Linked DNA regions of Mus musculus: region 2 is linked to region 1. The links are chromatin contacts, called in public HiChIP or PLAC-seq maps. All regions are on one chromosome and are shown on one strand. The core of a region is the stretch at or near the end of the contact, and the rest is flanking DNA. Distances in the headings are between cores, read along the strand shown. Region 1 holds the start of Sgsm3 (small G protein signaling modulator 3). Region 2 holds the start of Mrtfa (myocardin related transcription factor A).

Region 1 (5,290 bases), core at 2,743-5,242:
AACAGTTAACTATGCCTACTAAAAAGAAGTGAATGCTTCATTTGTGAATGGTGATCATAAGGCAATGAGCCTACATTTTCAAAAGAGGAATGACTTATTATATATGTAAAATTCAAAAAACAGAGTTGTCAAAATAGCACATAAGGTAAGGGGCACAGAAAATGTAGCCTCACCATTTAGTCATATGCTACTACTAGCACTCATCTCTACCATGTTGAGCACAACAATCCCATAAAGCATTTAAGCCTCCAAGTTATCACTCACCTACTGTTGATCTAGAGAGGTAAGGTGGTGAATAAGACAAAGGCCCTACTTTCCAAGAGCTTACACTAAAAGCTGGTATCACAAAGACGCATTTGTGGCTCAGGTCCTAGTCTGTCAGACTCCAGAGCCTGCACTTTATCTTTCAACCATATCACTTCTCGCTGGAGGGGGATGGGAGCACGATTCTTCCTCAAAGTACAGAACCACACATGCAGGCTAATAGAATTGCTAGAGCAAGGAATTATTTCTCTCTGTTAGTGGTCCAGCGCCTTTCCCCAATTCCCAAGACTAAAGACTATGATATAAGCATTTAACATACAATACTAACAATTTCCAACTTCTTTCCCTAAAGTCTCAGGGTAAAGCTTACAGAGGGTGGGATACACAGTAGATATCCATGATATTCATGAATACTCAATGAAGTTCATGAAGGTGAAAGCTTAGTATTACACTAAGAAGTAAATAAAAGACAGGGGGAGAGTCTGAACCTCGACTTTGAGACAAATTTATGTATCCCTGGATGACCTTGAACTATCTATATAGCTAAGGATGACTCTGAATGCCTGATCCCCTGCCTCCACTGGGATTACAGGCAGATACCACCATATCTGTAGCACCATATATGATGCTAAAGATCAAATACAGGGCTTCATTCATACTAGACAACCAACCTACAAACTAAGCTACATCCCCAGGCCTGGAATCTGCTTTTTAAGGACAAATATAGGAAGAAAATGAGCCTGGTGTGGCGGTGCACACCTTTGATCCCAGCACTGGGGAGGCAAAGGCAGGCAAAGCTCTATGAGTTCCAGGCCGGCCTGATCTACAGATCAAGTTTCAGGGCAGCCAGTGCTATATAAAAGAGACCGTGTCGTCTCCAAAAAAGGAAAATGGGAAGCTTACCCTGAGAATATAACTCAATGGTAGAGCTTGCCTACCATATGAGAGTCCCTAGGTTTGACTCCAAGCACTACATTAAAAGGAAAGAGTGGAAACAAGAATGAGGAAAAACATAAATATACTTGCTTTTGTTGTTTTGCAGAGCTGGTATTGAACACAGAGCCTTGTACATAGAAGGAAATTAAGCCACATCTCCAATACTTTGAATATACTTGCTGACAGGACAATACAAAACACTGTCAAAAAGAGGACTGGTGGTACGCATTTGTATCTCAGCACTTGGAAAGGAGAGGCAGGAAGATGCTGGGTTCTAGGCTTCTCAGCAAGCATTATGGGAAAGGGGGAGAAACTATGGGAGAGAGGGAAAAATGGGGTTTTAGAACTAGATAGAGTTAACTAGATGATGGCTGTGTCACAGTGTTTCTATGAAAAATCACTTAACCTCTAAACCTTATTTACACATATGTAAAACAAAATTAACCTACAGTTGACTGCCATGGTTACAGTGTTTATTAGGGAAAAGAGATTCAACAATATTACTGCAAATAGAAGCCACACTCCTGTGTCTAACTTCTCCCACCTAGCTGTCCTGTACGGATTTCCTGTCCGAGTTTGTGTTATATGCAATGACAAACAGGATCTTTATTTCTTCTGTGTACCACCCTTTGTGCTAGTCCCACTTCCTTATGACAGTCTGAGCCCATGAATGGCTGCTATGGAAAATTACTGCTGTTACCCGCTGAATAACAGGCAGAGTCTGGAGAACACGCTGATGAATCTTATGTTAAGTCACCAAATCTACAAGGTTTTGGGCTTCTGCCATATCTTCATTGAGAACAAAGAAGAAATAAGGAGAAAACACAAACAGAGAACATTTTGTCTGACTCTGAGCCAGCAGGATGCTCTTGCAGTCCCTCCAGGCACAGGAAGACAGCCCTGCAACAGCAGAGTTCTCCTCAGTCTCTTTCTCAGAACTTCCCTCACTTCCATGACATGCTACCCCAGTTCATCCGTCTGTCAATGTGACAAGTTCCCAAATTCACAAAGAAAGAGGGTGAACACATTTTTATGTGGTGGCAACTACTTGCTCACAACCTTCTTCTTGCTAGGAACTAAACAAAAGGTTTACTTTTGTCAACCAGCACTGTACCCAAGCCACATCCAGGACTCCCCACAGTCTTATTAAATTAATGTTGATCCAGGGGTCATATACACCAGCCAAAACACCTCCCCTCTACCATAGACCACACATATCTGTGGTTAAAAAGGACAGGGAGTTGGATGTGTTGACACATGCTTTAATCCCAACATCTACGAGTCAGAGAAACAGAAAGATCACTGAAGACCAGCCTAGTCTACACAGAAAGCTTCGGGCTAGCCAGGGACAAACAACACCAGCAACAATCAGGGGTGGAGCCATAGCTCTACGGTTAAGAATGAATACTGCTCTAGCAGAGAAGTCAAATTTGGTTCTCAGAACCCATAACAATCTCACCGCTGTTCTAACTCCTGGGGATCTAAAGCCATCTTCTGACCTTTGCAGGTCATGCACTCATGAACACACACACATTTAAAAAAATTAAATTTTAAAAGTTTAAAACCAATCAACCAATCAACCAAAAAACCAAGATGAGATAATGATGAAGAAGCTACATTAAGGATTTGGGGACAGCTCAGTAGTGGAGGGAGGCCCTGGGTTCCATATGGAATAATCAACAACAACAGTAGCAGCAGCAGCAGCACACACATAGGTCACGGGGAACAGAGTATGGGAAACTGATCATTAATGCTTGGAGTCAGAAGAAAGCTGGAGGCTAACAGAGGGCTTAAGGGGGAAAAGAACCAGGAACTGTGCGTGCCTGAAAACTCAGTCACCAGCACAGTCAGAAAAGCTACAAAGAAAAAAAGATGAAACTGAAAAGTAGTCCGGTTGAAGATGTGAATTTGGAGGCTTGAGAGCGCACACCTTCAGTTCGGCACTTGGAAAGCAGAAGCAGGCAGAGCTCGGAGTCTGAGGCCAGCCTGGGCTACAAACATGAATTTACCTAGAAAGATTTCTTTTAAGGAACCGGATAGACAGACAGACAGACAGACAGACAGATAATACCCACTCCCCTGTCATCTCTAAAAACTCACCACCAACACCAACAAAAACCTAAACAAAAACAAAAACAAACCCACCATAGCCCATCATAAATTTCCTATGCATCATGAGACGGGAAGACACGGCACAATCTGTCACTGACAAGGAAACTTTAAAGCATCTGTATTTCCTATTACTGCCCTATGAAAGCAGTCGGGACCCACACCTAAATCTCAGGGTAATTTCAGGACCTCTAACCGGAAGCACACGAGGCGACCCCTGCCTACACGTCCGCCTCAGTTTCCCCGCTGCTAACACTCGGCCTAGGCACTGAACCCGAGTCTTCCAGGGGAACAGCTAAGTCGGCTCTGAGGGAGAGTTGCCACCTGCCGAGACGCCCGCCGCTGCGTCAGGCGCAGTTCCTCCGGGTCGCCGGGAGCCGCCGGAGGGGGTGGGTCTGTCACTGTCACGCGCGTCCCGGGTCGCCGTGGGAGCAGCCACGCCGCGGCGGCTCGCCGCCCCCGCCTGAGGCGGCGCCTTCCCCGCCGCCTTCCCCTCAGCCCGTACCCCGCGGCCTCCACTCAAGAGGCAGGTGAGCGTCCCCCTCGCCGGCCCGGAGACTCGGAGACTCGCGCACCGCTCACCTGTCTCGCGGCCACCTCAGCACCTCGGCAGGTCAGGCTAGCAGCTGCCTCCTAGTCGGCGCGCACTGCTGCCCTTCTGCGCACGCGCGGGCCGCAGAGCCGGTGGCCGTGGGGCATGCTGGGGGCTGTAGTTTCGCGGGAAGACTGGCCCATCCCAGGTTCCAGGCGTCCTTTAGAGGTAGGTACCCCAGGCACCCGGTCTGTGATGCAAGCAACTCGTGGTTGTTTGGGAGCAGTCAGGATGGAGTCAGTGCACAAGTCCAGAAACTGGTCTTCTCTTTCAGGCTCACAGAGCTGGCTTCTAGACCAGATTAATCTAGTTTTCCATCAGTCACAGGCCCTGGGGAAAGCAGTAATTGATTGAGGTCATGACTAAGAAGGAAGCGGTGTGTGGAACCTGAGCACCTGCTTTTGAGTCACTCGTAACATTTTGCGCATCCATAAAAACCCGGAACTTACGGTTTCCGTGAGAACTCAATGTGTATGGAAAACGTTTAAACACAGCACCAAAGAACAATCCAGAAAGATGGCAGCTGACACTGTCACTGCTGGCAAGGAATCTAATCTGAACCCGCCCCCCCCCCCTCCCTCATTTCAGAAAGGCTATCAACAGCATTAAAGGGACATCTCAGCCAAATCTGAAAAGACACTGACTGCGACCAACACCGGTTTGAAGTGTTGGTTCGTACTTGTGCCCAGGTCAATGAAGCAAACTCTACAAACCGCAAGGTGGACTCAGTCATGACCTGGCCGTACAATAAACAGCTTACAAAGCACATTAGCAGGTTTTTCACATCACCCAAGCACAGGAATGGGCTGAATGCAGAATGAATGTTATTCTCATTTGTTTCAAAAATTCCTTCCCTGAGAGACTTAAATATTTACCAGATCCTTATAAGGTGCCAATGACGAATCGAAGTACGATCTCAGCAAAGTTCAACCTGGAGAGCCAATGAATCTGTTAGGCTTACTTACAGAGCATAGATGATAGATTGCATACAGGAGCATGGGTAACATGCAGCCATACTGCCGTCTTCACCCGAAATGGAATATGGCTTCCCCACAGCTCAGGAGGACATGGAGCCCCTGAAGCATATATGACCCGGCGCATCCAGAGATTTTTGAGGTCATGTGCAATTAGGGTAGAACTGCCTCCAATGGCTGTGAGGAGCAGCTGTAATCTCAAGTCTGGGGTGGGAAGGGGCAGACAGTTGCCCTCTTCAGTCCCTCCTTCTATGAGGGAACGCCAACAGTCAAAAAAGCCCCACGGTGGTGACTGCTAGCAAACAGGCACGGCTGACTTTCTGACGGAAGTGTTTAGAGAAGGACCCGGATGGAAATAACAGGAGCTAGGAAGTGGTAACATGGAATCTGTGTTGATTACCTAAGTAGTCTGTTT
Region 2 (4,896 bases), core at 59-2,558, 210 kb before region 1:
GGTCTTGTGACTTGGCTAGAGTTGTGTAGATTATGGAAGTTTAACTGAACTGTGTATGTCATCTACGCAGCTATGGGGACATCATCATCCATGCTGGGGTGCAACTTTTTGGTGGTCTCGCTGCTTTGGGGGCCAGCCATGATTTCTTAGCAAGCCCAATAAACTCACTGGTTTTCCACGTTGGACTCTGGGGCAATCATACTTCAGTTTATCCAGTGGATGGTGGCCTAAAAGGAGGAGATAGACGGTTGTTTATATCTCCCAAGGGAAAGTGTTTCGGAAACACTAAGGCACCAAGTCCGAATTATTTCTCCTTTTCAGCGCTCTCCCCCTTTGTTGGGGGGAAGGGGTGGTGTTCCAGAAAAGGGGCCTCCATAGTGGCTCTTAGCAACTTGACCGGGTGGGCTTTAACTAGTCTCACCGCTTTAGTAGATAAGTCTCTTTAAATGTTGGATTTATGCAGTTATGCTCTCTCTCTCTCTCCCACACATACACCCACACACCCACACACACACAGACATACACACACTTTTAGGCTACACACCAGCAGTTTAGAATTTTAAAGTTGGAAGAGCCGCCCAGATTCATTTAGTGCAGTGAGGCCCCGGATAAAATCTGGGTTCATTCAACTCTTTCCCTCCAGCTGCAAGCGCTTCCGCTGTTGATAAATAATCTCAACAGTCTAGGCAGGTAGGTGTCAGTCCTTTTACCGGAGGAGAACCGACTCAGAGAAAAAAAGCGCTTGGCCACGGAAGGGCAGGGACATGACAGAGTTCAGGGCTCCAGGCCAGAGCGGCATTTATTGTGTCCTTTCGGGAAATGCGAATGTGAAATAATCGACTTGGGAGTCCCGGCGGAGCAAAGACAGGAGGAAGGACCAAGATGAAGACTGCAGGATTTTTGCATTAAACCTCCAGGCTGGGCACCGAACCCTAGGTAGCTAGCTCCGCGGTCACCCTTTGACAGGGTGATCAGATGTGTTACGGTTTCTTTAAGACCCAGACTCCGCCCCCCGGCTCATCGCCGACCTCCTCCCACCTCTTGGCGGCCGCTCCGCCAGTTCCAGACTTCCTTCAGCGATGAAGTCATCTCTCAGTTACCGATTGGCTGCGCTATGATGTCAGTCACAGAAGTCGCGCCGCCGTACTAGCCTCCCTCGTTCCTCTTCCTTCGGCGAACGCCCCCTAAATCGGGCTAGCCCTAACGGCGCTAGGTTTCTGATTGGTCGATACGGCTGTCGCTCCCAGGCGGGTAGGGGGGAGGGTGCGGAGGCGGGACCCGGAGTGGTGGGAGGGCCCGCAGCTTCCGTGGCTGAGTGGAGCCGGCGGCGGTCGTGTCTGCGGTGTCCCCGGCGGCAAGAACGACCGTCCCACCCTCCCCACCCCCTCGTTCCCGCTCGCCACGCTCCCTCGGCTTGCGCGGACCTCTCCCTAACTTGGTGCAGTCTGACTGGTACTAGAGGCTCGGGAGGATACGTGAGCGGCTGGCACCGGAGTGGGGCGAGCCGCGGAGCCCGGGCCAGGAGGCGAACGAGGCGGTGAGTGAGAGTTCGGGCAGGGTCCCCCTCCCCCACCGGCCCCGCCCCGCTCGAGCATCCTTTCTCCCCTCGACCCTTCCGCGTGTGCCCTGGACCGGCCGGCCGCTGTAGGCTCCGAGCCCGGGATTGCCTCCCGCAGTCCTCCACTCCAGTCCCGCCCTTTCCCAAGGGGCTGGGGTCTCAAAGCCCTGGTCACTCGACAGGACAGTCGAGTGCGACCGTGCACCTGTGCACCGCCTTGCAGGGCTGTGCTGGCTAGGGAGCAGCTAGGTTCCCGCCCTGGCTGCTCCCCGAGTGTGTGTAATCTGCTTGGGACCGACCGGTCGAGCGCTTTCTCCCGGCCCTTGTGCAAACCTGGAGGATCCAGGTGCAATCCGCAGGCTTCTCGTGGCAAGGAGGTTCACCTGGACCTGACGACCATATAGCAGCATGGGTGCCTCCAGGTCTGCAGGGCTCCGCAGATTTGAAACTTGACCGCCAAAGAAGTGTCCGTCTCGCGTGTGTGTGTGTGTGTGTGTGTGTGTGTGTGTGTGTGTGTGTGTATGTGTGTGTGACTGTTTGTCTATGTACCTTTGATGACTTCCGCCCTCCTCGCTCCATAAGAAAACACTAATACTATAGAGTGGTTAGTGCTGGAGCTTTCCCTGTTAGATTATCAAACCTACGTTTAGATTGCTTATCTGGAAAATGGAACTAACAATACCTATTACATTGGAATGCAGACAGTAAATGAAAGAATTCGTAATAAAACGCTTGGAATGGTGTTCAACACATACAAGGAAGGGATCCAAGAAAAGACGAGTATCCTGATGTTGAGAACTGCTGGATAGGTGTGTGAGTACAGTATAGCTTGTCTTTGTCAGGATTTCTCTTTGTTAGATGACAGAACCAAAGGACAGACTGGTGGTCAGTTTACTGCTTGCCCGAATACTTTGGCATAAAGTGTGTGAAGACTAAGAATGTGAACTTCATTACTTAAATATGATGAAATTACACCTATGCTTCATGGGTTCACATAGTTTTAAAATCCATAAAGTGTCCGGAATGTCCCCAAATTGTAAGTTTTCGAGATCTGAAGCCAAAGCCTGTAGCCTGATCTTTATGTTCAAGAAGTCAAACTTAAGGGCTTTACTGTAGAAGCCCCTTCCACCAAAAAAAGTCCACTTATGAAGTTTTATTGTTGAAAATGAACTGCCTTCCAGGGGTAAAATGGTACAGCCAACTGGCCCACAGCCCCATCCCTGTAGGGAGGGGAACCCTTGGCTGAAAGTTAAACTGAGTTTCATCTACTGGTGTTTGTTTCTTTCATAGCAAATCAGAGGGCTTCCTGATAGCTGGCTGTTTTTTGTTTTGTTTTGTTTTTAAAGTCTCACTGTGTAGCTGTGGCTGGCCTGGAACTTACTAAGTAGATCAGGCTGGCCTTGAATCCAGAGTTCTGCGTGCCTCTGGTTTCTGAGTGCTGGGATTAAAGGCCTGAGCCTTGGAAAGACACAGACTGCTACTGCTTTCTTCAGAGAGAGATCCAAAGAAAAATGTCTGTAGTCCAGGGCTTGAATTTCGTTCAGTTCTTTGCCCGAATTTTTGAGAAGTGTCCTTTTTAACAAGGCCTTCCAGAGTCACGTTCACTAGGGGAAGTTTTTAAATCATGAGAGAGAGAGGTGTCTCCTATCATCCAAAAGTATTTACTGCAGACTTTCCATGTCCTTAATACTCTGCCAAATGCTGCGAGGGCGGGATTCAGAAAAGTATAAAACAGGATCTTAGCCCATAAAGGGCAAAACCATAAAGTTTGGGTCACCCAGTAGTAATTATGGACACTTCTAAAGTAATGACTTCATTTATTCATTCAGCAGACCTTTTGTTCCAGGCATGTAATGTGCCAGGTGTTTTTCTGAGCTGAGATCAAGGTGAGTCAGATACAGTCCTTGGTCTCGAGGGGCAGAAAGAGTGAGTGACAGGTGGTTAGAGTAAGGTGAAATAAAGTCTGAGTGCAAACCCAGAATTGTAGGAGAATGTCAAGACAGCTTTAAAAAAGATAATTGAATTGGTGGGAAAGCTTAAAGAGAGATGGCGTTTGAGGTGTGTCTTAATTCCACTGAACAAGATAAAGACCATCCCAGACGGAAGAAAATGAGCTTGGCTTCCTGACATTCCAGAAACAGTTATGAGCGCTTGGGCCAGACAAAAGGAAGGAAACCGGACAGTCTATAACAGTGATTCTCAACTTGTGGGTCATGACCCGCCACCCCCCTTCGGCAAACTGCCTCCAAAAATATTTACATTGCAATTCATAACAGTAGCAAAATCATAGTTATGAAGTAGCAACAAAAACAATTTTATGGTTGGGGTCACCTCAATGTGAAGAACTAAAGGCCCAAAACATTAGGAAGGTAAGAACTACTGTTTAATAGCATTCCTTGATGCCCACTATGTAAAAGGCATTGGTTCAGGCTCTTTTGCCCCCTTCCCGGGCTGGTGTTTGAATACATGGCTTCATGTTTGCAAGAACACTCTACCAGCCCTGTGGTTTTTGAGACAGATTTCCCTCTTGCAACCTAGGCTGACTTGGAAGTGACCATGGAGCCTAGAACTCAGGGAAATCTTCCCCTGCCCCTGCCCCAGACCCCTAAGTGCAGGAATTATAGGTATGAACCACCGTATCCAGTTCATCTTCTCTCCCTTCCACTCCCTGTCTTGAGGAAAGTTCTTGTTACATGCCCAGGCTGGGCCTTGAACTAGGCTACCGTTTGTTATCCTCTCTATTAGATTCCTGACTGACTGGGGCTACAGTACCCACATGCTCAGCTTGTTTTCTTTCGATCCTAGCTCCAAAGGTTCTTCTTGAGACATAGTAGATGCTCTGCAAAACCTGTTGAGTATAAAGTTAACATGAATTAAATATTTACTCTGTATAAAATGTGTGTGCTTGGGATGAGAGTTGGGGCTCATTGACACATGGGACATTTGTCTTCTGCCTGAGAGAATACTAAAGTTGAGTTATTTTTCAAGACAAAATCTCACTGTGTAGCCCTGGCTATCTTGGAACTCACTATGTAGACCAGGCTGGCCTCAAACTCAGAGATTCACTTGCCAGTGCCATTCCAGATGCTGGGGTTAAAGCTGTGTGCCACTGTGCCATGCTTTCTGTTGGATTTTGATTAGAAAGTTTTTAAAAAAAGAAAAGACATTGATGGTTGCAGACATGGGGTGAACATAAGGCATGACTTACAGATGGACAGACAGAGGAAGGAAGATGGTCACTGTCGATGTGAGAGGTCTTTATGCAGTCTGGAAATCAAGAAAACTTACCGGGCATGGTGACTTACCCCTATAGCTCCATAATTCAGGAAACCAAGACA

Evidence for each region. HiChIP or PLAC-seq counts read pairs in DNA pulled down with a chosen protein or histone mark.
Region 2: a contact with region 1 is called in an HNF4G HiChIP or PLAC-seq map of pancreatic cancer cells. The contact joins the promoter of Mrtfa here to the promoter of Sgsm3 in region 1. A contact is called at or near these places in 23 of 39 promoter capture datasets (the 3T3-L1 cell line, 3T3-L1-derived adipocytes, the C10 cell line and 14 more), 2 of 484 Hi-C or Micro-C datasets (bone marrow-derived macrophages and embryonic stem cells), 16 of 115 datasets of contacts at active chromatin or transcription factors (the 230-238 cell line, astrocytes, bone marrow-derived dendritic cells and 12 more) and 4 of 9 other capture datasets (adipose tissue, liver, macrophages and 1 more).

What each region holds. Positions count from the first base shown.
Region 1 is chr15:80,976,467-80,981,756 of GRCm38.p6, reverse strand. It overlaps Sgsm3 (small G protein signaling modulator 3), which reads right to left and starts at 3,992. Exons shown (of 22, transcript NM_134091.2): 1 at 3,892-3,992.
Region 2 is chr15:81,187,148-81,192,043 of GRCm38.p6, reverse strand. It overlaps Mrtfa (myocardin related transcription factor A), which reads left to right and starts at 1,308. Exons shown (of 14, transcript NM_001082536.2): 1 at 1,308-1,537. It overlaps 4930483J18Rik (RIKEN cDNA 4930483J18 gene), which reads right to left and starts at 1,191. Exons shown (of 2, transcript NR_015603.1): 1 at 1,039-1,191; 2 at 1-227.